Regions from separate parts of the Mus musculus genome. Here all the other regions are linked to region 2. Evidence: chromatin contacts called from public Hi-C, HiChIP or PLAC-seq and promoter capture Hi-C data. All regions are on one chromosome and are shown on one strand. Each heading gives the region's core, a stretch centred on a gene start, on an enhancer-like site or on the middle of the called end of the contact. The rest is flanking DNA. Distances are from core to core; before and after follow the strand shown. Region 1 holds the start of Ywhag (tyrosine 3-monooxygenase/tryptophan 5-monooxygenase activation protein, gamma polypeptide). Region 2 holds the start of Hip1 (huntingtin interacting protein 1). Region 3 holds the start of Fzd9 (frizzled class receptor 9). Region 4 holds the start of Dtx2 (deltex 2, E3 ubiquitin ligase). Region 5 holds the start of Tbl2 (transducin (beta)-like 2). Region 6 overlaps Srrm3 (serine/arginine repetitive matrix 3).

Evidence for each region. Promoter capture Hi-C pulls out the DNA fragments that hold promoters and counts their contacts. A called contact is a pair of places that touch in the nucleus more often than the background predicts. HiChIP or PLAC-seq counts read pairs in DNA pulled down with a chosen protein or histone mark.
Region 1: an H3K4me3 HiChIP or PLAC-seq map of bone marrow-derived macrophages shows a contact between it and region 2, with 3 times the contacts expected there. The contact joins the promoter of Ywhag here to the promoter of Hip1 in region 2. A contact is called at or near these places in 1 of 39 promoter capture datasets (neural stem cells) and 3 of 115 datasets of contacts at active chromatin or transcription factors (bone marrow-derived macrophages, effector CD8 T cells and memory CD8 T cells).
Region 3: a contact with region 2 is called in a Hi-C map of muscle stem cells, with 3 times the contacts expected there. The contact joins the promoter of Fzd9 here to the promoter of Hip1 in region 2. A contact is called at or near these places in 1 of 39 promoter capture datasets (hippocampal neurons), 1 of 484 Hi-C or Micro-C datasets (muscle stem cells) and 1 of 9 other capture datasets (liver).
Region 4: a contact with region 2 is called in an HNF4G HiChIP or PLAC-seq map of pancreatic cancer cells. The contact joins the promoter of Dtx2 here to the promoter of Hip1 in region 2. A contact is called at or near these places in 2 of 115 datasets of contacts at active chromatin or transcription factors (bone marrow-derived macrophages and pancreatic cancer cells).
Region 5: a contact with region 2 is called in a FOXA1 HiChIP or PLAC-seq map of pancreatic cancer cells. The contact joins the promoter of Tbl2 here to the promoter of Hip1 in region 2. A contact is called at or near these places in 1 of 484 Hi-C or Micro-C datasets (muscle stem cells), 2 of 115 datasets of contacts at active chromatin or transcription factors (memory CD8 T cells and pancreatic cancer cells) and 1 of 9 other capture datasets (adipose tissue).
Region 6: a promoter capture Hi-C map of the SN4741 cell line shows a contact between it and region 2, with 2.5 times the contacts expected there. The contact joins the enhancer-like site here to the promoter of Hip1 in region 2. A contact is called at or near these places in 12 of 39 promoter capture datasets (the C10 cell line, the HPC-7 cell line, the SN4741 cell line and 6 more), 1 of 15 datasets of contacts at CTCF or cohesin (large pre-B cells), 7 of 484 Hi-C or Micro-C datasets (the 63-12 cell line, the G1E-ER4 cell line, adipose-derived mesenchymal stem cells and 4 more), 4 of 115 datasets of contacts at active chromatin or transcription factors (bone marrow-derived macrophages and embryonic stem cells) and 1 of 9 other capture datasets (embryonic stem cells).

The regions. Positions count from the first base shown.
Region 1 is chr5:135,933,237-135,937,348 of GRCm38.p6, reverse strand. It overlaps Ywhag (tyrosine 3-monooxygenase/tryptophan 5-monooxygenase activation protein, gamma polypeptide), which reads left to right and starts at 2,708. Exons shown (of 2, transcript NM_018871.3): 1 at 2,708-3,026. The coding sequence starts at 2,940. Gm40346 (a long non-coding RNA gene) reads left to right here and starts at 3,033. Exons shown (of 2, transcript XR_868594.2): 1 at 3,033-4,112.
Region 2 is chr5:135,542,917-135,547,081 of GRCm38.p6, reverse strand. Hip1 (huntingtin interacting protein 1) reads left to right here and starts at 1,960. Exons shown (of 31, transcript NM_146001.2): 1 at 1,960-2,145. The coding sequence starts at 2,026.
Region 3 is chr5:135,249,563-135,253,428 of GRCm38.p6, reverse strand. Fzd9 (frizzled class receptor 9) reads left to right here and starts at 2,382. Exons shown (of 1, transcript NM_010246.1): 1 at 2,382-3,866. The coding sequence starts at 2,400.
Region 4 is chr5:135,993,448-135,997,842 of GRCm38.p6, reverse strand. Dtx2 (deltex 2, E3 ubiquitin ligase) reads right to left here and starts at 3,043. Exons shown (of 11, transcript NM_001256096.1): 1 at 2,877-3,043; 2 at 1,391-1,553.
Region 5 is chr5:135,148,106-135,152,022 of GRCm38.p6, reverse strand. Tbl2 (transducin (beta)-like 2) reads right to left here and starts at 2,337. Exons shown (of 7, transcript NM_013763.3): 1 at 2,159-2,337. The coding sequence starts at 2,285.
Region 6 is chr5:135,839,966-135,843,919 of GRCm38.p6, reverse strand. Srrm3 (serine/arginine repetitive matrix 3) reads right to left here. Exons shown (of 15, transcript NM_021403.3): 3 at 3,466-3,567. Among named protein-coding and RNA genes, the nearest start is that of Srrm3, 24 kb to the right of the region's middle. Within about 2 kb of position 2,554, at least 7 of the 459 cell types and tissues checked have an H3K27ac peak or open chromatin away from gene starts, as enhancers often do. A contact at or near this core is called in the SN4741 cell line, where this site is marked.

The DNA of each region.
Region 1 (4,112 bases), core at 1,459-3,958, 390 kb before region 2:
AGGTGGAAATGTTGCTGACCCCATTGTAGAATCTTTCTTAGAACCTCCCTCCAGTTGAAAGTTGTTTTTTCTTCGTTTGTTTTGTTTTCCAAGACATGGCTTTTACTGTGTACTCCTGACTGTCCTGGAACTCACTCCACAGAACCTGGCCTTAAACTCACAGAGATCCACCTGCCTTTGCCTCCCAAATACCTCGATCAAAGGTGTGTGCCACCACCCACCTGAAAATACTTTGTGTGGTGCTAGAGGTTGATTTTTTTCTTTCCTTTCCCTTCCCTTCTCCCTCTTGCTCTGGTCCTTACTCGCTCTGGGCCCAGAGGTTGAATTTTTTTTTTTTTTTTTCATAGACAGGGTTTCTCTGTATAGCCCTGGCTGTTCTGGAACTCACTCTGTAGATCAGGCTGGCCTCGAACTCAGCCTGCCTCTGCCTCCCGAGTTCTGGGATTAAAGGTATGCGCCACCACCTGGCAGGGTTGATTTTTTAAAAACTTTTGTTTGTTTTGGTTTGTTTTGTTTTTTTGTTTTTTCGAGACAGGGTTTCTCTGTGTAGCCCTGGCTGTCCTGGAATTTGCTTTGTAGGCCAAGCTGGCCGTGAACTCATAGATCTGCCTACCTCTGCTTCCTTTGTGATGGAATTAAAGGCTTGTGTCACACACCTGGCTTCAAGATTTATTTTTATTTATGTGTTTGTTACATTTGTGTGCCCAATGAGGCTGGAAAAGGCTATCAGATTCTCCAGAGCTAGAATCACAGGCAGTTATAAGCCAGTAGACTGGGTGCTAGGGACCGAACTTGGGGCTCTCTGGGGGATCAGCCAGCAAGATTAACCACGGAGCCACTTCTTGAGCCTTTCATCTTTTCCCATTCATTCATTCATTCATTCATCTTTGAGATGCTGTCTGGGCTGGAATTACCAGCAATCTGGCTGCCTCTGCCTTCCTGATGCTGGGATTAAAGACCAATCCTGATTGTTGAGTGTAAAACAAATTAATAAAAAAGAAAGGAAAGGATATGAGTGGTCCTAAGGTACGGCTAAGGAGAGAGTTTATTACAGGTAAAAAAGGGGCAAGGTGGCAGCGCATGCCTTTAATCCCAGCACTTGGGAGGCAGAGGCAGGCAGATTTCTGGGTTCGAGGCCAACCTGGTCTACAGAGTGAGTTCCAGGACAGCCATGGCTACACAGAGAAACCCTGTCTCGGGGAAAAAAAAAAAAGATATAAAAGAGGCATAGCCAGACGCAGACACATCTGGAAGAGTCCAGAGTGGTCATGACCCTGAACCATGAAGAAAGGGGAACCAGCCAGGAAGCCAAAGGTACAAAAGGAGCAAAACAAGGGGTGGGTAAACAAAAAGTCTGGATTATATAGGGAAGAGCCCCTGGGCAAAGGGCAGCCCCTCCCCCTGTGCCCCAGCTGGCCTGGAGAACCTGGAGGCCAGGTTCACTTTGGTATGTTAAAAGTTAGTCAGCTGCTTGTTGTGGGTTCAAACAGTTGTCTCCTTTTTTTTTTTTTTTTTTTTTTTTTGAGCCGAGTGCTTTGTCTGCTTTGTGTATTGTTGTGTGCTAATGTACAAAGTCATTGGAACTGGGCCGGTGCTCAACGTGTTGAATGGATGAAGCAAAACTCTACAGTCAAGGCCATTGTGTTGGTGCATGCCTATAATTCCAGAACTTCGTCTAGAGTCACCTTAAGAAGTGTAAGACCCTACTTCAAACCAAACAACTCATAAAAACACAATGAAAATAAAATACGCAGTCAAAACTATAGCGGGTGTGCGTTCAGGCAGGCGTTGGTCCAGTTCACTGGAGAGGAAGAAGGGAGTCCCCCAGGGTCAGTCTGCAGGCAGCTACACCATTTAGGGAAAATAGGCAATATACCGGGCGGATATGTGTCATTCTATGATTTCATCCAGTTAAGTCCGATGTTAAAGTGCATCACTGGAGACTGCAACCATGGTGGGTGTGTGTTAGACAGTTGTCCAAGGGTTGCATCATTCACGCGGCCATCTCTAGGACAGGTTCACCTTTTCCATCTTTTCCATGGTGGTGGTTGGGCAGTTTGGATTTACGGTGTCTGTACTTCTTCTGCCTACTTTATATTCGTGTTTTTCCCCTACCCCTCCACCATGACCAGTTACTTCAGTTTCAGAGAGTCCAGATCTAAGGCCTTGACCTTTTCTTTCCTTCCAACTGCCCAGAGGCTATGGGGCGAGGCCGTGAATCAGCACTCGCTTAGGCTAGTGTAGACTGCTTCCCCGCCAGGGGTCCCCAGCGGCTGCGGGTTAGACCCTGCCCCCCATCCGGTCCGCCTCTGCCTGCGCGCAATGCCCACTGGGAGATGTAGTCTCCACCACCCCTTTGTCCTTGGTCTGCTCTGTAATTCAGCTTGCTGCAGGTCAAACTACAATTCCCAGGAGGTCACGCGCCAGAAGCTATGCAAAAAAAAAAAAAAAAAAAAAAAAAAGGGGGGGGGAGAGGCCCCCAGGGGGCAAGGAGAGGTGGGTTTGATGAAGCTGAGGATTTACGGTAAAGTGAAGAAAGGGGCACATTAGGGAGCAGTGTAGTACTGGGGATACACTGAGAAAATCGCAAAGAGCCACCGCGAATGTTCCAGTAGAAGAGAAGCCCAGTAAATGCAGGACCGGGCGGGACCGGGCGGGGCGCGCGCATGCGCGAGTAGGCGGTGACTTTTACGTCACCCGTGTGGGCGGGACCGCAGGGGGTTGTCCGCCCGCGGCACGCATTGGAGCCGCAGCCTCCTTGCGCCGGGTCCCGCGGTCGCAGCTCGTGCCGCCTCCTTCTCCTCCTCGTCTCAGTAGCTTGCTTCGTGGGTCGGTCCCTCCGACACACGAGCTCCAAGCCGCTCCTCTCTTTTCCTGAAGCCCTTCAAGGCGGTCTTCGGTTTCCTTCTTTCCAGCCGATCCTCTTCAGCCCTGTGAAGATGGTGGACCGCGAGCAACTGGTGCAGAAAGCCCGGCTGGCCGAGCAGGCGGAGCGCTACGACGATATGGCCGCGGCCATGAAGAACGTGAGTGTCTCCTCCCCTCCCCCCTGCCTCGCCCCAGCCTCTCCCGACACCGCGTTCCTCGGCGTGGAAGGCATGCTCCAGGGGCATGTTGTCTTGTCACGACTATAGGGTCACCTCTCCATCTCACTCCTTGGAGGGGTTGGGGACGGGGGCTCATGCACCCGAGTGGTGACGCGGCCTCTTTCCCAGCCTCTCCGAGTTCGGGGCTGGGGCGGGGTCTTGCGTGGCTGGTTTCTGCTGTGGGGTGGGGGTCTCTCTGTGACCCTGAATGTCCAGAGACCTGAGTTGGGGGCCGTGCGCATCCTTTGTGCCCCACTTCCCCTCCTCCCAGTTTAGGCGTGGGGGCGGGGGGACCGCATGGATGCGGTTCCTCTTTCTCTCCCTGGTGTCTGGGCGGCGCCTTCCCCATTCACTCAGCAGGTCTCCCAGTTTGCCGCCTCCCCACTCCATCACCCCCCCCCCCAATCTTTCCCACTGACACATCCTTTAAAGACGTTTCGGGAAGAAAAAAAATGTAGGACCCCCTCTCCTAAAAGAAAAAAGAAAAAAAAACCCAGCCTCAATGATGTAAAATCGAAACCACCTTTCTCACGTTTTTTTTTTTGTTTTTTTTTTTTTTAACAAAAGGCTTCCTTTTAACCATTCCCCAAAGCAAGTCTGTTAGGAAGGGAGGGATATGTGTGTTGCTGGCATTCCCATTCATGGCCCTCTATATAGCATCTTCATTTTTCATTTTATTTATTTTCCATTTCAAAGGGTTAACTATAATGCCTTTGAATGTTAACTGACTGAGATATGCAGTTTCTCTTTTAATTGCAGGCACGAGTCTGCAGAAATTCGTTTGAGTGTAAAAAAATATTCTGTCTGATCTGATACTGCAAACAAAGCGGTGGTGGGAGGCAGTATCAAGTCATTCCAGAAGATTCTGCATTTGTCATATTGCAGAGAGCCTAGACTGGGTGGAGGCTGGGAGGATTTATTTTAAAGGGGAAAAAGTCTTTTTAAAAGAATTTTTTTTTTTTTTGTTAAATGTATCCGAGGCTTTTTTTCTTCTGACCTAATGTATCCTCGTTCTGACGAGAAGGG
Region 2 (4,165 bases), core at 711-3,210:
CCGAGCAAGGGTGTGTGTGCACATCGCCACAGTCGGGACCCTAGGCCAGCTGGTTTGTGTGGCCCGCCTAGAAATTCCAGCCTCTGAAGTGGGAGACAGAGACTCTTCAGAGCCAACAGGCTAGTGTGGCTAGCCATATCAACAAACCCTGAGTTCCATGAGACCCTAAGTCAATGCGAGATTCAAGAGTGATGATGACCCCTGACATCGGCCTCAGATCTCCATGTGCACAGGTGCACGAATGTGCTTGCACACGGTGCGACACACCTGCAAACCGCATCTCTTTCAGTGTGGGAGGCTGGGGGGAGGGTGTCTGTGGGTAGTCTGTATACAGGTATATGCCTGTAATCCTAGCATTCAAGAGGCTGAGGCAGGATTTCTGGGAGTTCAAAGCCAATCTCAACTTTTTAGTGAAATATTATCTTTGTGCATGTAGGTGTGCATGTGTGTGCAGTACTGGCTGTCCTGGAACTCACTCTATAGACAAGGCTGGCCTTGAACTCAGAGATCCATCTGCCTCTGCCTCTTGAGTGCTGAGACTAAGGCTGTGGACCATCACCACCCGTCTTGAAACACTGTTTTTAAAGAGCATCCCTGGTGTGACCACTCAGTGGGTAGGTTGCTACACTAAGCCTATCACTCAAGTCAGATCCTGGGGTCCACACGGTAGAGAACAGAATCTAATTTGCTTTCTGACCTCCACAGAGTGCTGCCGTATGAACACAGTCCCACACATACACACAGGTACAAAATGTGTGTAAAACGTTAAAGGAAAGTCAAGCCTAGAGGCCCACGCCTATAATCCTAACAGTTGAATGGAAGAGGCAAGAGGCTCAGGGATTCAAGGGACTCAGCGACATAGTGAGTTTGATATTGTCATTAATTAAAACATTGCCTAGTACAAGTGAGACTTGTACTGGCTTCTATTGCAGAGCTAGATGGATAGCACCATCAAATTGCTTAATGCTTAACGGTGCCACTAGTTCTGTTAGTGAAGAACCTGTAACTTTTTTCTTTGCTGAGGAGCACTTCCCAGTCTGTAGGTGCTCCCAGAACAGGATGGGAGGAGTGGACCCTACCATAGTTGAACAAAGAGCATCTGTTGGGGTTTCTACCGAGATAAGGTGAGAACGAAGCAAAGTTTGGAAAGCTCTGGGGAGATCCTCGCAATCACAGGCCAGTATTTGGGGACCCTCCAGAACGGTCCTCCAGAACGGGCAGAAAGGAATGCACGAGGAGGGGACTTCGAGGACCACTAAGGCCGCCATCGCGGGTCCACACTGACGCAGAGTTCCCCAGCAAGCCGGTGAAGCATGGTGTGCAGCCATGCTTCCCTTGATCTGCCTTTCCATCCCCTCGGGAACTCGTGGCGCCGGCTGGACCGCAGGTCCTACTGCTCAGAAACCCGCAGCAGAGAAGGGCCCAGGAGGTGGCGCTTCGAAGTAGGGTGGAGTCAGCAAGGGCTGGTCTGTGGCAGCCAGGCCCCACCCACTAGCATGACGGACAAGCCTTCAGAGCAATCATAGTGCTTTTATGGTCCTGGGGGGTGGGAACAAAGGAAGAGTGACGGATGTAGGGTGGAGCCAACAAGAAAAGGTTAGGGCAGCCCATCAAGCCAGCCTGTTGACAGATAAGTCTTCAGACCAATGACAGTGCATGTAGAGGCCTGGAAGGCGGTGCATCGATTATGGGGCGGAGCCTAGGGGGCAGGTTAGGACAGCAGCCCACCAGGTCCTGCCCACTAATGATAATGGACAAACCTTCAGACCAGTCATAGTATGCGGACCGCCCTGAGGCGGGCAGCGGGTGAAGTGAGCGGAGCGCCTCCGAAGTGGGAAGAGGGGTGTGGGGAAAAGCCTCTTGGAAACATGGGGTGGGTTCTGAGGGAGATGGACAGCGCTGTCAACCAATGGAAGACGGAATCTGTCCCCGTTAGCGCCGGATCCCCGCGGGTAGGGAGGGGCGGGAGGCTCCGCGGGGATCCCGGGGCGGCCGAGGGCCCCTGACTCTGTTCACCCAGACAACATGGACCGAATGGCCAGCTCCATGAAGCAGGTATCCAACCCGCTGCCCAAAGTGTTGAGCCGCCGCGGAGTTGGTGCTGGGATGGAGGCTGCGGAGCGCGAGAGCTTCGAGCGGACTCAGGTGAGATTCGAGAACCCTGGGGCATCCCTGGGGCACTTGGAGTGATGCAGGGTGCAAGAGAGGCTTGGAAGGGAGTGGGACTTGCAGACTCGGGAAGGAATTAGGCAAGGTGGCTGCGATCGGAATCATTTTGGGGTAGGGAACTAGGCGGGTCCCAGGGAGGTTCGGGATCTACCTGGGCATCTCCACTGGCATAGGGGTCGGGGTGCACTCTGGGGAACTGCAGATTCCTGCGGCTGAGGGGACGGTCTCAGTGAGCACCATCAGGGGTCACAAGGGAGGCTAAAGGGAGTTGAAAGGGGACTGACGGAAGGGTGCTCCTGGATAGGGGAAGCACTTGGAAGTCGCTTGGTTTTTGCCAAGTGTGGGAACGCCAAGGTGGGGGTGTGAAGGGTGGCTCTGGTCGCCTTACTTTAGTATTGACTCTCCCTACACTTCCCAGCATCTCGCTCAACGGTGCCTCTAACTTGGCTCTCAGCAGCCCCAGCTGTTGGCCTCAGAGGCTGGGCCAAAGGGGTCTGAGTGATGGGAAGGACCGTAAGAAATGTGAAGTGTGGTCCAACTTGTAAAATGGCCCGGGGGTTTGGAGGAACGGGGACGCGCAGCCTGGGGTAGGAATTGAGGCGCTTGGATTGTCAGAGCTTTGCGTGCCGGCATAAGCTGTCCAGTGATACTCAGACTCCTGATTTGAGGTTTTGCTTTCACCCTCCAAAATATGCCTGACAGCTAATAAGCAGACCGCCTGCCTTATTTGTCTGGTCTGACCAGGGCAGATGGCCAAAATTCCACCGCAGTTATCAACAAAAAGCCACTATCCAGTTTTACCTCAGGCTTTTATGCATGCTGTATTGATCGGACTGAATCAAGTTGTGAGGCTCGGGGTGTGTAGTCATCAGTTCATCTGTATGTAAAATCTGTTTCTGAGAGTACAACTCCTCGGATCCCACTGCGGATGCCGGGCCGGTAGATTTCTTCTACTCTGGCTCTCCGAGTTCTACTTTGAAGATCTGAGTTGACTTCAGCCAGAGGCAGGTCCCCTGTCGTGTTCTGTGAGTAGGAAAGATGGAAGAGATAGGGAGGGCCTGTGTGTTCTATAAATGGACCTTGCTCGGAAGAAAGCCTTTTCACCCCAGGGGACTTTACACCACCTCTTGTTTCTGAGACCCCTGGGTCCACTTCTTGTGTCTGAGGGGGGAAATGGGGTAGTTGTACCCCGGGAGGGGAAAGAGAGACCACCGTCCACTTACCTCTCAATGTCTATAGAGTTTGGAGCTTTTTAAATTTCTCAGATCTTTTGAACCTTGGGCGTTGTTGCCAAAAAAAAGAAAAAAAGAAAAAAAAGTTTTCATATCCCCCCCCAACCTCTTTTATTTTTAAACTGAAAGAAGAAAATAAACTGGAGCTATTTTATAGCATCCGACTTAAAACTGAGGCAATAAGTTAGACATAAAAGTTTGAGCTTACGGCCAGCGGAGGTGGCTAAGGGGTAAAGGCTCCTGCCAACCAGTCTGGCCACCTGAGTTTCATCCCAGGAAGGGAACCAACTTGTCCAAGTTGTCTGCTGACCTCCATACTCAAGCCGTGCCATGAATACCCCTCCATATACATACACCCAAAATCACTTTTAAAATGTTTTTTTTTTTTTTTTTTTTTTTTTTTTTTTAGTTTGAACTTAATACAGAGTGATAGAATTGAGGCACTTGAATGTTTCCAGCCATAAGTAACATTTTTCCTAGTTGCCCAACAGGAAGACTGGTAGGCAGTGTCTAGTTTTACCTTCTGTAGAACACTTGTTATGAGCCGTGTGTATGTGTGTGTGTGTGTGTGTGTGTGTGTGTGTGTGTGTGTGTGTGAGAGAGAGAGAGAGAGAGAGAGAGAGCACTGAGATATTCTATAGCAGAGCTTTTCAGTTGTGGAAGTCTCCCCCCAGCCCCCTTTTTTTCTTTTTGGTTTTTCAAGACAGGGTTTTTCTAAGTAACAGTCCTGGCTGTCCTGGAGCTCACTTTATAGACCGGGCTGG
Region 3 (3,866 bases), core at 1,133-3,632, 290 kb after region 2:
CCCCTGAGTCTACTATGATCGATGGAATAAGAGAAAGGTCTTGGGGTATTTGAAAAAAAAAAAAAAAAAAAAAACCTTAAAGAATGGAGAAGTGAGGACCTAGGTTCATAAGGTGGGGGTTGGGGGGGGGTTGAGGTAGAACCCTCAGAGATCTTCTTGTCTCCTCTCCAGGAGTGTGATCAACAGGTGTGTATCACGCCACCTGGCTTCGTTTGTGGGTGCTGGGGATCCGAACTCACGACCTCATGTTTGCCCAAAAAGCACCTATCTGCCTAAGCCGTCTCCCCAGCCCCGAGTTTAGGATCGCGAAGCAAGACCCAACCTGGGGACTCGCAGGGGCTCAGTTTGGCGTGCAGGGCTGGCTGCATCTTCACAAAGCCTCTTCTCTCCAGTCTTTTCGGGGGGGGGGGGGCTGGGTGCATGCCAGTGACACATATGTTTTTCTTTGTCCCTGCCGAGCTGCAGCTTTCTGGGAGCCGAGAGACTAGGAAATGACCACCCCATTTTCTCACTGCGGCCATCAGCGCTGCCCTGGCTTCTTCCTGAATCCCGGCTCTAAATATAGCAGGAGGGTATTGGCCAAGCCGTGTATGTGTGTGTGTGTGTGTGTGTGTGTGTGTGTGTGTGTGTGTGTGTGTGTGTGTGTGTGTGTGTGTGTGTGTGTGTGTGTACGCGTGTGCGCGCATGTAACAGGCAACTTTTAGCAGGGAAACAATGTGCCTGCCAGTCCTGACACCGAGGAGGTGTGTGAGCCTGAGTAGTATAGCTTTCCCTTCAGACTTGTACCAGAGACTCCGGCTTTCCTGTAGGGCCACAGTAGAGGCTGAAATCATCACTGTGAAATACCTGGCTCAGGCACTTGGGAGGTGGAAGTAGGAGGGTGAGAAGTCCTTTGATACATAAGGAATGTGAGGCCAGCTTGGACAACATGAAATAGTCTGGAAAACAAACAAATGGGGAGTTTGAGAAATGGATCAGGAATTGAGATCACTGGTTGCTCCTCCAGAGGACCTAGGTTCGATTCCCAGCACCCACATGGAGGTTCACAACTCCAGTTCCAAAGCCTTCTTAGGGCCTCCAAGGGTACCAGGCACACACGTGGTGCACATACAGATAGACAAGCAAAGCACATTAATAAGAAAATTTAAAAATTTAAAGCAAAGCAAGGCAACAACAAAACAGACAAGTGGAGGAGCCGGAGAGATGGCTCAGTATAAAGGTAGTCACCCCATCCCAGTCATGATGACCCGAGTCAGGGGGCAGGTATCCCGTGATAGAAGAAGAGTACTGACTCCCCAAGTTGTCCTTGCTTGCATGCAGTTTCGTGCGTGTCACACACACACACACACACACACACACACACATGCACACACACGCACACACAGACAGACAAACGGCAGGATGTGTGTGTGTGTGATAAATATAATGAAAACAAAACAAAATCAGCTTGGGCTGGGCACGTGGCTTGTCTAGCCTGGGTTCCATCCCTAGAATGAACAGCAGAAAAAACTCATGTGGGGGGCTGGCAAGATGGCTCAGCGGGTAAGAGCACTGACTGCTCTTCCAAAGGTCCTGAGTTCAAATCCCAGCAACCACATGGTGGCTCACAACCATCCATAATAAGATCTGATGCCTTCTTCAGGAATGTCTGAAGACAGCTACAGTGAGTGTACTTACATATAATAAATTAATAAAAAAAAAACCAAAAAAACAAAAAAACAAAAAACAACCTCATGTGGTGGCAGCCCTTATGAGGCAGGAGGATCAGGAATTCAAGGTGAGCTTGAGGCCAGCCTGGGTTATATGAGACCCTGTCTCAAAAACAACAGGATCAACAAAAACACCCTTAAGGGAAGAAGAGAGGAGAGGGGGAACAAGCAACTCCCTAGCCTGGAGCTTGGAGAGCTTGGGATGGTCCCCTCCCACCTGGGAAGAAAAGGGCGCACTTGATGCGAGGGAGTACATTGGGAGGTGCGTTCCCGCGGACTGTCGAGTCTGCAAAGGAAGGGAAAGAAATGAGCAGAAGAGAAGAAAAGCTGACCCACAACGTTGCCCACACGCCTCCAGCGTGGCAGAGAGGCGCGGCACCTTTAAAGCGCGACGGGGGCGTGCCCTGAGGGACTGCCCCGCCCCTGGGCGTGTCCTCCTACTGACCACGCCCTCGGGGTGCCGAGCCGCGGCGGCTGGCGGCGGAGACCACGCCGGCTCTGGCTGGAGTGGCGGCGGCATCGGCGGCGGCGGCGACGGCGGTGGTAGCGGTTGTTCCTCCGAAGGCGCCACGCGCTCCGGGACACACGTGGGCGGCCGAGAGATGGCGCGGGAGCCGCGACGTGGCGCGCAGATCCCGGGACGCGGGATGGAGCGGTGCGAGTGAGCCCGAGCGGCCGCGCCGCGGGGCGATGGCCGTGCCACCGCTGCTCCGCGGGGCGCTGCTGCTGTGGCAGCTGCTGGCGACGGGCGGCGCGGCGCTGGAGATCGGCCGCTTCGATCCGGAGCGTGGCCGTGGCCCCGCACCGTGCCAAGCGATGGAGATCCCCATGTGCCGGGGCATTGGCTACAACCTGACCCGCATGCCCAACCTACTGGGCCACACGTCGCAGGGCGAGGCGGCGGCGCAGCTGGCCGAGTTCTCGCCCCTCGTGCAGTACGGCTGCCACAGCCACCTGCGCTTCTTCCTCTGCTCGCTCTACGCCCCAATGTGCACCGACCAGGTCTCCACTCCCATCCCAGCCTGCCGGCCCATGTGCGAGCAGGCTCGCCTGCGCTGCGCCCCCATCATGGAGCAATTCAATTTCGGCTGGCCCGACTCACTCGACTGTGCCCGGCTCCCCACGCGCAACGACCCGCACGCACTCTGTATGGAGGCACCCGAGAACGCTACAGCAGGCCCCACAGAACCCCACAAGGGCCTGGGCATGCTCCCTGTGGCACCTCGGCCCGCGAGGCCACCGGGAGATTCAGCCCCAGGTCCCGGCAGCGGTGGCACCTGCGACAACCCCGAGAAGTTCCAGTACGTGGAGAAGAGTCGCTCGTGCGCTCCGCGCTGCGGGCCAGGCGTCGAGGTGTTCTGGTCTCGGCGCGATAAGGACTTCGCGCTGGTTTGGATGGCTGTGTGGTCCGCGTTGTGTTTCTTCTCCACGGCCTTCACCGTGTTCACCTTCCTGCTGGAGCCTCACCGGTTCCAGTACCCAGAGCGCCCGATTATCTTCCTTTCTATGTGCTACAATGTCTACTCCTTGGCCTTCCTGATCAGAGCGGTGGCAGGTGCACAGAGTGTGGCATGCGACCAGGAGGCAGGGGCTCTGTATGTGATCCAGGAGGGTCTGGAAAACACAGGCTGCACCCTGGTCTTCCTGTTGCTCTATTATTTCGGGATGGCCAGCTCACTTTGGTGGGTGGTTTTGACTCTAACCTGGTTCCTGGCTGCAGGCAAAAAATGGGGCCACGAGGCCATCGAGGCTCACGGCAGCTACTTCCACATGGCAGCGTGGGGCCTGCCAGCACTCAAAACTATCGTGGTCCTGACTCTGCGCAAGGTGGCTGGCGATGAACTGACTGGGCTCTGCTATGTAGCCAGCATGGACCCGGCAGCCCTCACTGGCTTTGTGTTGGTACCCCTATCTTGCTACCTGGTACTGGGTACCAGTTTCCTCCTGACCGGTTTTGTGGCTCTCTTCCATATCCGCAAAATCATGAAGACGGGAGGCACCAATACGGAGAAGCTGGAGAAGCTGATGGTCAAAATCGGAGTCTTTTCCATCCTTTACACAGTGCCGGCCACCTGCGTCATTGTCTGCTACGTTTATGAACGCCTCAACATGGACTTCTGGCGGCTTCGGGCCACAGAGCAACCATGTACTGCTGCC
Region 4 (4,395 bases), core at 1,794-4,293, 450 kb before region 2:
TGCACCTGTCTTTCCGCCCAAGGAGTTGCCAGAAAGACAGAGATCTCGTCTGGCACCCAGCAGAGGTTTGTGCAAACAAAGAAATGAACACTTCTGGTTCAAATGCAGTAATAGTGACCCATTTCTCTAGCCTATAAAGCATGGGTTGTTAGTTGTTTTGTTTTGGTTTGGTTTTTTTAGTTTTAAGATAATATCTCCCTGTGTAGCCCAGGCTGGGTTAGAATTCACTGCATATCCCAGGATAGCCCCAAACTCATGATCCTCTTGCCTCAGTTTATTGAATGCTGGGATTACAACTTATAACACCATGCAAGGGTGAACTGGCTACATACCCAGGCTAACCTCAAACTTGCAGTTCTGCCTAAGTCTCCCAAGTGTGGGATGGCAGGCATCCATCACCTTACTAGGCATATTTTCTTTTAATTTATTATTATAGTGTGAGTATGGACTTGTGTTTGAAACGGAAGGGTGAAGAAGCTGGGGGAGGGGGGATGGCTTTCAGGAATCCCGTCTCTCCTTCCACTATGAGATCCAGGGACAGAACTCAGGTGGTCAGGTTTGTGCAGCCAGGAAATAAAGTGTTATTTCTTTTTTAAAAAATTAAATAGAATTGGGAGGGGCCAGTCAGATGGCTTGGCAGGTAAAGGCACTTACTGCCAATCCTGATCACCTGACTTAGATCTCCAGAACTCACCTGGTGGAGGGAAGTGACTCCTGCAAAGTGCCCTGTCACCTCCACACATGCGCACACAACAAATGCATGTTTCGTTTTTTTTAAGTAATAATAAAAAATAAATGTTCTGAAGTGCTGGGGCTTGAACTCAGGTCTTGTATGCTGGCTAAGCACTTTGCCAAAGCTGCTCCCAGCCCATAAAGGATGTCTAAGGTAGGATGGCGCATCCTCTGAGACTGGTTAGACAGAGGCTGTGCTGGCAAGGGGCCACGTGAATTTATTTGCAACATCTGGCAATCAACAATCCACTCCTGGGCCTCATCTCACTCCTGGAACCCCAGAATCCCACCGTCCATAAAGCGTGTGTGTGTGTGTGTGTGTGTGTGCACAGATGCATGGGTGTTCCCGCAGGCTAGGGGACAGCCTGGATTGCAGTTCCTCAGGTGCTATCAACCTTGCTCACTCACCAAATACGTGGCTGGCTGGCTGACTAGCAAACCCCAGGGATTCACCTGTCTCCTCCCTAGCATTAAAAGTGCAGGTACATGCCACCATGCCAGGCTTTTTACCTTGGTTCTGGAGAGCAAATCTGGACCCTCCTGCTCGCCAGGCAAGCACTGTATGGACTGAGCCATCTCCCTTCAGGGTCCACACCCACCTTCTCCTTGGAACACCAGATTTCAAAAGCTGCAAGGTTAACTTCCCCGCGGCTCTCACCTCCTCTTCACTGAAGAGCTGGCACCAAACTGTCCCTTCTTGATGAAAGCACCAGATCCTCAGAAGCAATAACTTGTCTGAGCTCCCATCTTGATAGGAACAGCAAACAAGAACCCGGCAAATCTGAGGCCTTGCTGACTCAGCCACACCGATTCCGAGGTACCTTTGCCAAAAAGATGATTAAGTCTTCAGTGAAGAATCGGCAAGAGAAAATGAGCGCACAGATGTTGGGTCCCGTGTGCTGTGGCTGGCAACTGGAAATTACCAGGCTTATTTTCCAACAGCTTGGGCAGGGAGCAGAAGCTAGGGACAGTCTTTCTCAGCCCACTCAATTAAACCCTTTCTCAGAAAAGTCTGCGTGAGGACTTCAGAAACCGGTCCCACGGATGGTCCATGAAGGAAATCAACACACCAGAGAGGATAAAAATTTGACCAAAGTCACACAGAAAATAAGCAAAGAGACTTGACACCTTGACCAACTGAAGTCAATCCTGATTCTCGTGGCTACTGGGAACTCTACATCACAGAACTGTTACTTTTGGGTTGTTGGGGGTTTTTTTGTTTTGTTTTGTTTTAAGCAGGGGCCACAGTATATAGCTTAGGGCTGGACTGGAACTCCTGAGTCTCCAGCTTCTGCCTCACAAGTGCTGAAATTACAGTCATAAATCACCACACCTGGCTAGCACTCTTTTGGGGAGTGAGAGGGATGTAATATAGTATCTTGTGATGAAGCACAGGCAAGCTTTAGCTACCCGCAAACCTTTGTCTCCCAAATACTGGGATTATAAATGTGCAACACATTGCTGGGCTCTCTAGAATTTTAAAGGGGCTAAGACGGCACGGAGAAAAGAGAGTTCATTAAAGGTCTTGCCTGTGAACACATTCCCATTCATGCCACTGTGGAGGCAAAGCTAACGCGGGCAACCCTGCAGCTGTGTGAGGGATAGGATGAAAAGCGGAGCTTCAAAACAGAGACACCCCAAAGTGCCCCAGAGACCCAGTCTGACACAGACCGAGAATGGAAAGGCAAACGCCTCCAAAGTCCAACTCTCTCAGACAGTGGTGGATCCCTATCGCCTGGATGTAACGCCCCCACACACACACAAACGCTCCAGGACTGAAACTGACCCCTCAGGGAGCCAGGGTAGCAATAGCCTCACTGCTCTTCCAGGTCCTGTAGGACTCAAACTGCCAGGGATGCGACCCCTGTCTCTGCAAAAAATAGGGCTCTTACCACACCCAGCCCAGTCCCCAACGCTCAGAGCGTCCCAACTGCGACTTCCCGCCTCCAGGACCCTGGTACCGAGGTGCCCAGGGCTCCCAACGCCCCCAGGACTCACCCATCCCGCCGGCACGGCCCTCCCTCCTCGCACGACCGCCCCCTTCCGGTCTCAGCTTGGCTCAATAGCCCCCTCTCCTCAACCCACCCACCCACCCTCGGGACCCCAGGCTGGGCGCCAGCAGGTGGCCCGCCCGTCCCGCTCACCGAGTCTGAGGGAAGCAGAAGGAACAGGTTGAGAGGACCGCCGACCTCCGGGCTCAGCTCCGGCTCGGCCTGGGAAGAACCCTCGAGTATGTCTCCGACTCCGAGCCGGAGGCAGCCGGAGTGAAACTCGGCGTCGCAGCCTCCAAGCACCGCGCTGCGCATGTCCACCTCACGCAGTGCCTTCTGGGAAATGTAGTTCTGATGAAGCTGAGTGGGCTGAACCAAAGCACACCAGCAGATATAAATGTACCCAGCCTTCTCTTTCTCCTACTGACTTACTCCCTCGCTAATCACTGATGCATTTGATTTTTAATAATTTTTATATTTCTTTTTATTATGTGTGTATATTCTGGAGGGGGGTGTACTTACAGAGGTCAAAGAACAACTTTAGGAGTCCGTTCTCCGTGTCCACCTTCACGTGGGTTCCACGGATCGAACTCAAGGTGTCAGGCTTGTCAGCAAATGCCTTTACCCTCTGAGCCCTATCGCCAACCCTGATTTTTCCTTTTGTGGTGTTGAGGATCAAAGTTAATGCAAGCACAGTAGACAAGTGTTCTACTACTAATTAATCCCCAGCTATAAGAGTCCACTTGTAGGGGTGGAAGGGGTCCAGGATCTCATGTACCTCGGAGTGGCTTTGAATTTGTGATGTAAGCCTAGGCTGCTCTTAAACTCTTGAACCTCCTGCCTCTGCTTCCTAATTGCTGAGCTTACAAGCACAGTCTTTAAAAACATAGATTTAAAATTTTTAAATAAGAAAAGAATCTATTAAAAAATGTTAAGCCGGGCGTGGTGGCGCATGCCTTTAATCCCAGCACTCAGGAGGCAGAGGCAGGCAGATTTCTGAGTTCGAGGCCAGCCTGGTCTACAAAGTGAGTTCCAGGACAGCCAGGGCTACACAGAGAAACCCTGTCTCGAAAAACAAACAAACAAACAAAAAACAAAAAACAAAAAAAAAAGTTAAACCTTGGCTTAAGTTGGCCTGGCTCAGTGGTAGAGCACTTATCTATCGAGTAGGCAGAAGACCCTGGATTTGCAAAAGAAGTCCTTAAAATTCCACTTCACAGAGCCTGTTCCATTCCCAGAACCTGCTCCCGGCTCACCAAGCAGAAAAGATGAACACAGCTAGAGAAGTCAAGGAGGCCTGGCCTCAGCAGTGTCACTGAGGAGCAGGGGTGCTTGCTACTGTTTTGCTTGGAAAGGCAGAATTGTGTTGCTTCCTGCCTCTGCTAATTGGTCTCCATCTGACACTGCAGAGGGACAGTCTGATAAGACACAGCTGCTTTGCTCATTATTTCTGATGAATGGATGGCACCTGGCATTTCCTAGTGCCGATGGTAGCCACCAAGGACCCACGTATAATCTATACAGCCAGAAAGATCTTAATGACTTCACAGCCCAAAGAAAACGTGTCTGTCCCCAAAAGCTCTACATAAGTCCCTCCTAGTGGAAGTAGGGGGATTTTTTGTTTATTTGTTTTGGAGACAGGGTGTCTTAGCACCTGGCTTCAGAGATGGCC
Region 5 (3,917 bases), core at 1,088-3,587, 400 kb after region 2:
CTTACAGAGGCTATTTTCTGAGTGTGTATAGCATCTCTCTGAACTGAGACAGCTGGGTGGGTTCATGGCTTAGCCTGTGTAGTGTGAATTCTAGTCAGGCATCCCCAAGTAGGGGAATGATATGCACAAGGGGATCTGAAGATCTGGTCTTGGGTAAGTTATTTAACTGCTTTAAATCTTGATTCCTCAAAGAGATATTGAGACCAGGCTTGGTGATGTATGCTGCCTATAAATAATTCTAGCACTCAGCAGGTGGAGACAGGAAGACTGGGAGAGGAGGTTGTTCAGAGTCAGGCTTGACTACATAGTGAGTTCAAGGCCCCACCTGGATCTCTCTCTCTCTCACACATGCACAAAAGAGAGAAAGGGGGGCGGGGGCTGGAGAGATGGCTCAGTGGTTAAGAGCACTGACTGTTCTTCCAGAGGTCTTGAGTTCAAATCCCAGCAACCACATGGTGGCTCAAAACTATCTGTAATGGGATCTGATGCCCTCTTCTGGTGTGTCTGAAGACAGCTACAGTGAACTCATATGCAGGAAAAAAAATTTTTAAAAGAGAGAAAGCAGAGCAGTGGTGGCATATGCCTTTAACCCTAGCACTTGGGAAGTGGGTGGGTCTTTGACAGCCAGGGCTATATATAGAAAACCTGTCTCAAAAAAAAAAAAAATAGTTAATTAAAATGAAAGCATATCTTGGAGAACTAGGTTTACACACCAAGCTGACACGTGTTAGGTAGCAGTAGATGCTCCCTAATTCTTACAGGAATTAAAACTTATTATTGAACTTGCTCATGGTGACCTTCAGCGTTAAACCAGATGCTGGACTGCTATTCTTTCAGCACTGGGATAAAATGCAGTGCCTCCGGTATCACAGGCAAGAGTTCTAACCCTGAGCTCTGTTCCTGACCCCTCACTAGGGGAATCCTAGGCAGGCGGTCTATGGCCGCACCATGTCCAAGCAGCCTCCAAGTGTTTCTGGAATCCCTTGTCTTCTTGAGTTTTGCTGCTGATAGAACTGTCTTTCTTGCAGGGCGATGGTGGCGCACGCCTTTAATCCCAGCACTTGGGAGGCAGAGGCAGGTGGATTTCTGAGTTCGAGGCCAGCCTGGTCTACAAAGTGAGTTTCAGGACAGCCAGGGCTACACAGAGAAACCCTGTCTCGAAAAACCAAAAAACCAAAACCAAAACAAAAACAAACAAACAAAAAAACCCAACAACAACAACAACAACAAAAAAAAAAAACCCTGTCCCGAAAAAACAAAACAAACAAAAGAACCTTCTTTCTTCCTTGGCCTCCCAGGCAAAATCCTACACTGGCATCCCTGAACAACTCACATCACAGATTTGGGGGTGTAGATCCGTGGAACAGCACTTGCTTGAGCCTCTGGGTTTCACCTACCCAGCACCTCACAAGGCTAGGTATGGGGAGCACACACACACTTGTATACTCCAATGCTCCCGAGACTGAGGCAGTAATAACCAGAGCTCAAGGCCAGTTTGGACAACATTGTGAAACCATGTCTCAGAAACTCACAATGGGTTCCCTACCCTCTCTGAAGAGTTCCCGGAATCCCCAACTTTTATTCCCTAAAAAATAAATAAATAAAAGCAGCAAGACCATTCATACTCTCGATCCTTTTATAGTATTAACTCCTTTGTGAAATTTAATACAATGTCTATTTCGCTTGCCTTTTCAGATGCTTACAATTTAGATCTACAGTGTAGACCACACTTTTACAAGCTTCTCGGTTACTGAACGTATTAAAAAGACCTCGAAGCTAGGTATAGGTAACAGGAGTTCAGAAAACGTTCCTGCCGGTCAGAGTTGGCTGAAGAGTATTTTCAAATGACCCCCATTTTCTAAGAACACGAACACATAGCAAACCTGGGGTCTGACTGAGCTTTCGTAGCAGCTCCGGGGACATAGGTGGTGGTGGTGGTGGGAGGTGTCCCAGGAAAAGTCACCGACCACGTAGCAGCGCAGCTCCCAGGTTCCAAAGAATCTTGTCCCTGGGGTGCACCTGCAACCCGAAACCTACACGGGAAAGTTCATCTCACAACCAGGGAAACTGAGGTCCGTGACTCTCCACGCTCCTCGTACCACGCGGCGGCCGGGAGCAAAGTCCCCAGAGTCACCGCCACCCGACCCGGTATACTTACAGACGGGCTGGCTGGGCTTCTCCTCGGCCCGCAGCCAGCCCCGCGCCACAGCCGCCGTGGCCACCAAGGCCAGCAGACCCACCAGGAGGGACAACCCCATCAGCTCCGGCATCTGCGGCAGCTCCATGACTGCGGGACAGCTGCCACCTCAGCCTACGACGCCGGCGTCCTCACGTCTCGGCGCACGAGGGGGCGGGGGAGGACAGTTGGCGCGCCTCGAGGGGCGGGGCTGGCCAGCGTTGGCCTCTTTGGGGCGTGGCTTGGTCCCAAGCGCACCTCGGAAGGCGGGACCTAGTCGTTACGATGCCCTATGGGAAGCGACCTGGCCGTTGGAGCGCTCTGCAGGGCGGAGGTTGGCCTCTTGAGCGCCTTGAGGGCGGGGCCTGGCCGTTAGCGGGCGCTGTGAGGCGGGGCCTGGCAGTTGGAACTCTATAAGGGCGGAGCCTGGGACGTGCGCGCCTCGAGGGGCGGGCCAGAAGGTTCCGTTCCCTGTGGGGCAGGGCCTGTCCGTTGGCGCGCTTGGAGGGACTGGGGACAGTTGCAAGTACTGTGGAGCGGCGATTGGCCTTTGGGGCGTCGTGAGGAGCCAATCTTGACGGTTTTCGTCTTTTGGGGTGGAAGAACTGGTAGTCTGAGTGTTAGGAGGAGCAAGACCTGGCCGTTGACACGACCTGAGGGGCGGGACTTAGCTGCTCGTGCTGGAGGCGGAACCTCGCGCGTTTGAGTGCTCACGTGCTCTGAGAGGTGGGGCCTGGATTTTTGAATCCCCCTTGGGGCCGGGTCTTCCGTCTGAGTTTATGAGGGGCGGGGCTTAGCTTTTGACCTGAAGAGGCAAGGCCTGGCTATTGGACTGGTTTTTGAGGGGCGGGGCCCAACGGTGAACAGCTTTGATTGAAGCTGTCTGCAAGAAGTTTTTCGGTAGCGGACTCAGACGGTCCAGCTCTCACCTCATCTTGATCGTTTATTAGAAGTTTTATTGCAGCATCGCCAAACTGGATCCTTCCAAGGGGCAGGGCAGAGGTTCTTATTCCCATTTGACCCGTGCTTTCGCTGCTGGGGAAGAGAGATGCCCTGTCCGTTGGTATGGGACAGCCTCGCAAAGCCCAAAGCGAGGGTGTCGTGGAGAGGTTGTGAATATTAGAAAAAGAAACGGCTAGAAAGGTCGGAAAGAACTGGAGATCCTAGAACACTGGTTTCATCAGACCACGCTAGTTATCATAGGAAGGCCCGGAGCAAAATCCATGGAGTATTTTGAACAAAGACTGAAGGTAGAAAGCAAACCAGGGAGATCACTTATTAATTCTGTACAAGAACGTGGGTTCGATTCCCCAGCGATGCGGAGAGAAACAACAAAACCAAAACTTACAATCATGTTGTGGCTAGGGATGTAACTCCATTGGAAGAGTATTTGACTAGCTTGCAGAAAGCTGAGTTCCTTCAGCAACCCATAAACCCGGTGTAGTAGTAATAGCCTATAATTCCACACTTGGGAGTAGGAGGCAGGAAGATCAGAAATTCAAGGTTTTCTTAGAATACATTTCGAGTTCCAGGGCAAGCTGAGCTATGTGAGACGCACAACAACAACTACAAAATAAACTGGAAGTTGCTGCAAAAATCCTCCAGGGAGGTGATAAGTACCTAGATTTGGGGGTGGCCTGAAGAGAGAAAGGGATGTCGAAAAAGATATAATTACGTTTTGGCCATGCTAGAGATTGAATCTTGGACAATCATTATGCTAAGCAGCTGCTCTACAATGGAG
Region 6 (3,954 bases), core at 1,305-3,804, 300 kb before region 2:
GAGCCTAGGAGGGGGGTATCCTACCTTCATTTTAAATGTAAAGTTGTGAAGAGCTAGGGAAATCAAGGGTCTGCCCAGTCACAGCTGGGACTGTGGTGCAGTAGGGAGCCAGAGGCCAGGGTGCTCACCTTAAACTTAGAGTTTTTGACACGTGGACGGAGCATCTGTCTCTTTCCCCTATACATCAAAGATGTGAAAACTGGCTCAGATGCCAGGTCCATAGAAAGTGTGTGGCCAGGCTGTGACAAGCCCTGCCTCACCCCTATGTATGTGCCAGGCCCAAGAACAAGCTTGATTTCAGCACCACGGATAGCTGCCGGCCTTTGGGAGGCTGCGCACATCTTGGTTATAGTTGTTGTAGTTCCTTTATTAACACCTGTATTGCTGTTTGTGTGTGTGTGTGTGTGTGTGTGTGTGTGTGTGTGTGTGTGTGCTGTATATGCCTGTGGGGTATGTGTACATGTCTAGGGGGGTGTTGGTGCTCAAGTGCATGGGTGCAGAGGTAGGAGGAGACAACAGCATCCTGCTCTATCACTGTTATTTTCTTGAGTCAGAGTCTCTTACTGAACCTGGAGCTAACCTGGCAGCCAGCAAGCCCCTGAGAACCACATGCCACTCACAGTGCTGAACTCCTACTTCTTGTCTCCCAAGTGCTGGTATTACAAGCATGTGCCAGCACACCCAGTCTTTAATGCCATTGTATGAACTTGGAGACTTTTGGTTCAAATCCCTTATGATGAAACGGAAGCTTTGTGTAAAAACTGGGAGAGCCACACTGTATTAGAGATCACAAGGATAACCAGCAACGACCCCGTTCTCAGGCTGGGAATGAATGTCACATGGATTAAACATACGTTTGCCTAGCATGTATGAGGCCCTGTATTCTATTCCCAGCGTGGCATACACTGAGCATGATAGTGTATACTTGCAATCCCAACACTCTGAAGGTGAAGGCAGGGGGATCACAAGTTCAAAGTCAGGCTAGAAAGATGGCTTGGTGGTTAAGAGCACTTGCTGTTCTTGCAGAGGACTGAGTTTGGCTCCTAGCATTCATGGCAAATGGCTGCAATTCCAGTTTCAGGGAATCTAATGCTCCCTTCTGGCTTCCGTGGGTATCTGCTCATGTTCATGTTCTCTCTGTCTCTGTCTCTCTCTGTGTGTCTTTGTGCCTCTGTCTCTGTCTCTCTGACTCTCTGTCTGTCTGTCTGTCTCTCTCTCTCTCGATAGGGTCTCACTATGTAGCTCTGGTTATCCTGGAACTCCCTAGGTAGACCAGACTGGTCTTGCCTGCATCTGCCTCCTGAGTGCTGAGATTAAAGATATGGGTCAAACTGGTTTTTTGTCTTTTGTTTTAAAAAGGAATAAAAGAAGTTCAAGGTTATCCTCAATTACATAGCAAACCAGGCCATCTTGGGATACATCACACACACACACACACACACACACACACACACACACACACACACACAAAATCACTGTTATCATTCTCTTTCTTTCCTTCTCTCTCTCTCTTTCTTCCTCTCTCTCTCTCTCTCTCTCTCTCTCTCTCTCTCTCTCTTCCTCTCTCTCTCTTTTGTCAGGGTTTCTCTGTGTAACAACCTTGGCTGTCCTAGAACTTGCTCCACAAACCAGGCTGATCTCAGACTCACAAAGATCCACCTGCCTCTGCCTCCCAAGTGCTGGAATTAAAGGTAGGCACCACCACCACCCTGCCTTAGAAACTATTTAAAAACATTTGCCATTTTTATTTACGTGCATGTATGTGATTGTGTGTTTGTGTATGAATGCACGACACACGTGTGCAGGATCCTGAGACCAGAAGACTTTGGATCTCCTGTAGTTGGAGTTCCAGACAGTTGTGGGCAGTGCAACAAGGAAGCTGGCAACTGACCTCTGGTCTGCAGAGCAGTTATGGCTCTTAACTGAGGAGCCATCTCGCCAGAATCTGATGTCTTTTTTTTTTTTCTTTTTTTGACCCAATGTGTTTTATTAAGGTTCACACAGGACCAAGAGAGAGTTATTTGCAGAATAACTTAACAATGGCTCATCCACTAAAGAAAATGGTTTTCCCCCATGGGTCACCAAGATGAATCAGTGGGTAAAGGCACTTGCTGCCAAGTCGGATGACGTCAGTCCAATCTGTAACCACCACACGGTAGAAGGAGAAAATTAATTCCCAGAAGTTATTTTCTGCCCTCCACATGCACACCCTGGCATGCATGTACACTAACTCACGGTCACACACGTGCACATACAATAAGTAAATAAATGTTTAAAAAAATGTTTCTTTCCTAGCAGCCACCAGCTGCTCATAGAGCCTTGGAGAGTGTTTTCTTTTGATTGAGACAGAGTCTTTTTGTATATCCCAGGTTGGTCTTGAACTCACTGTGTAGCATAACAATCTTCCTGTCTCTGAAGCTAAAATCATTGATTAGGTTTTTGTGAAACAAAAGTGGACAGAAGTCTGGAGATTCAGGAAGGTGTCTGCTGCTGAGCAGGGCCCACGGCTGAGAGAAAGGCCAGGAGTCTTACTCCAGCTTCTCTCACAGCCTCAGTGCTGACTGGGGAAGAGTTCGTCAGCGAGGTGGACACCCTCTGAATGTGTCCTGTAGGATTTGCTGAGTACATTGTCAGGCAGAGCACTGGGCTACCCTTTGCCATTTCTCCAATTCAGCCCGCTCCATTTCCTACACAGTTTTTTCTCCTGTGCTGGGGCTTGCATTTAGGACTGTAAGTACTCTAAGGCTGAGCCCCAGAGTCATGCTGGAGGGTTCAAGGCAAACACTCTACCACCAAACACCAGCACCCCCTCACTGCCCCCAGCAGTGGGGCTCTACCACTGAGCCACGCCCCCAGCCCCTCCCTGGGGGATTCTAGGCAGGGGCTCTACCACTGAGCCACACCCCAGCCCCTCACTGGGGGATTCTAGGCAGGGACTCTACCACTGAGCCACACTCCAACCCCTCACTGGGGGATTCTAGGCAGGGGCTCTACCACTGAGCCACGCCCCCAGCCTCTCCCTGGGGGATTCTAGGCAGGGGCTCTACCACTGAGCCACACCCCCAGCACATTCACATTTGGCTTTGTACAATCTAGGACACATCACATGCTTATCCTGGAGTTCATTTTACAGGTAAAAATAACCGACCCACTGACTAACTTGTAGCTTGCCTGTGGTCATACTGTCATTTGGTTGCAATATTGGGAGTCTGAACATTTCTGAAGTCCCCTGCCTTGTAGCCCATAGACAGGAACCAGGTGGGCAGCAAATGGCCCTCAGGGATCCTCAGTTGTGCACACCCTGTACTCCAGGCCAGGCCAGAGCTTCCAGGGGGCAGAGTTCATGAAATCTCCTTTACTTAGCCTATCTTCTAATGGTGCATTGGGACAAGCCCTCCCCTTCGTCCCCATCCAGTTGCAGTGTGAGATGCACCCTCCCTTACTGTCACTCAGGCAAATGCTCACATGTGGGCCCCAGGCCGGTCCTCCCGGGTCAGTACGCCTTCCTTCTCCATCAGCATCTGCCGGAAGGTCCCGACCTTCTGCCGGATCTCCTCCTCTGAGTACCTGTGGGGAGGAGGGAGCATAAGGATTTCACGGCCACCTCAGGTCTCTCCTCAGGGCACTTCGCCTGCTCTCCAGCCCTCGCACACTCCAGTGGCGTCTACTTTTCGTAGGTTTTTATTCTATCTCAATGAACCCTCTCCTTCCCCCTCCCTTCCCGCTCCCCCCACGCCTCTCTGCCCCCTCCTCTTCTCCCCTCCCCAAGCCTCTCCACCCACCTTCTGCTTTCATTCAGTACTCTCCTTTCCCTTCCTTCCCCTCCCTTTCTTCCTCCCTCCCCTCCTTCTTCTCTCTCTTTATTTAATTTATAACTACACTGTCACTGTCCTCAGACACACCAGAAGAGGGCATCAGATCTCATTGTGGACAGTTGTGAGCTACCATGTGGTT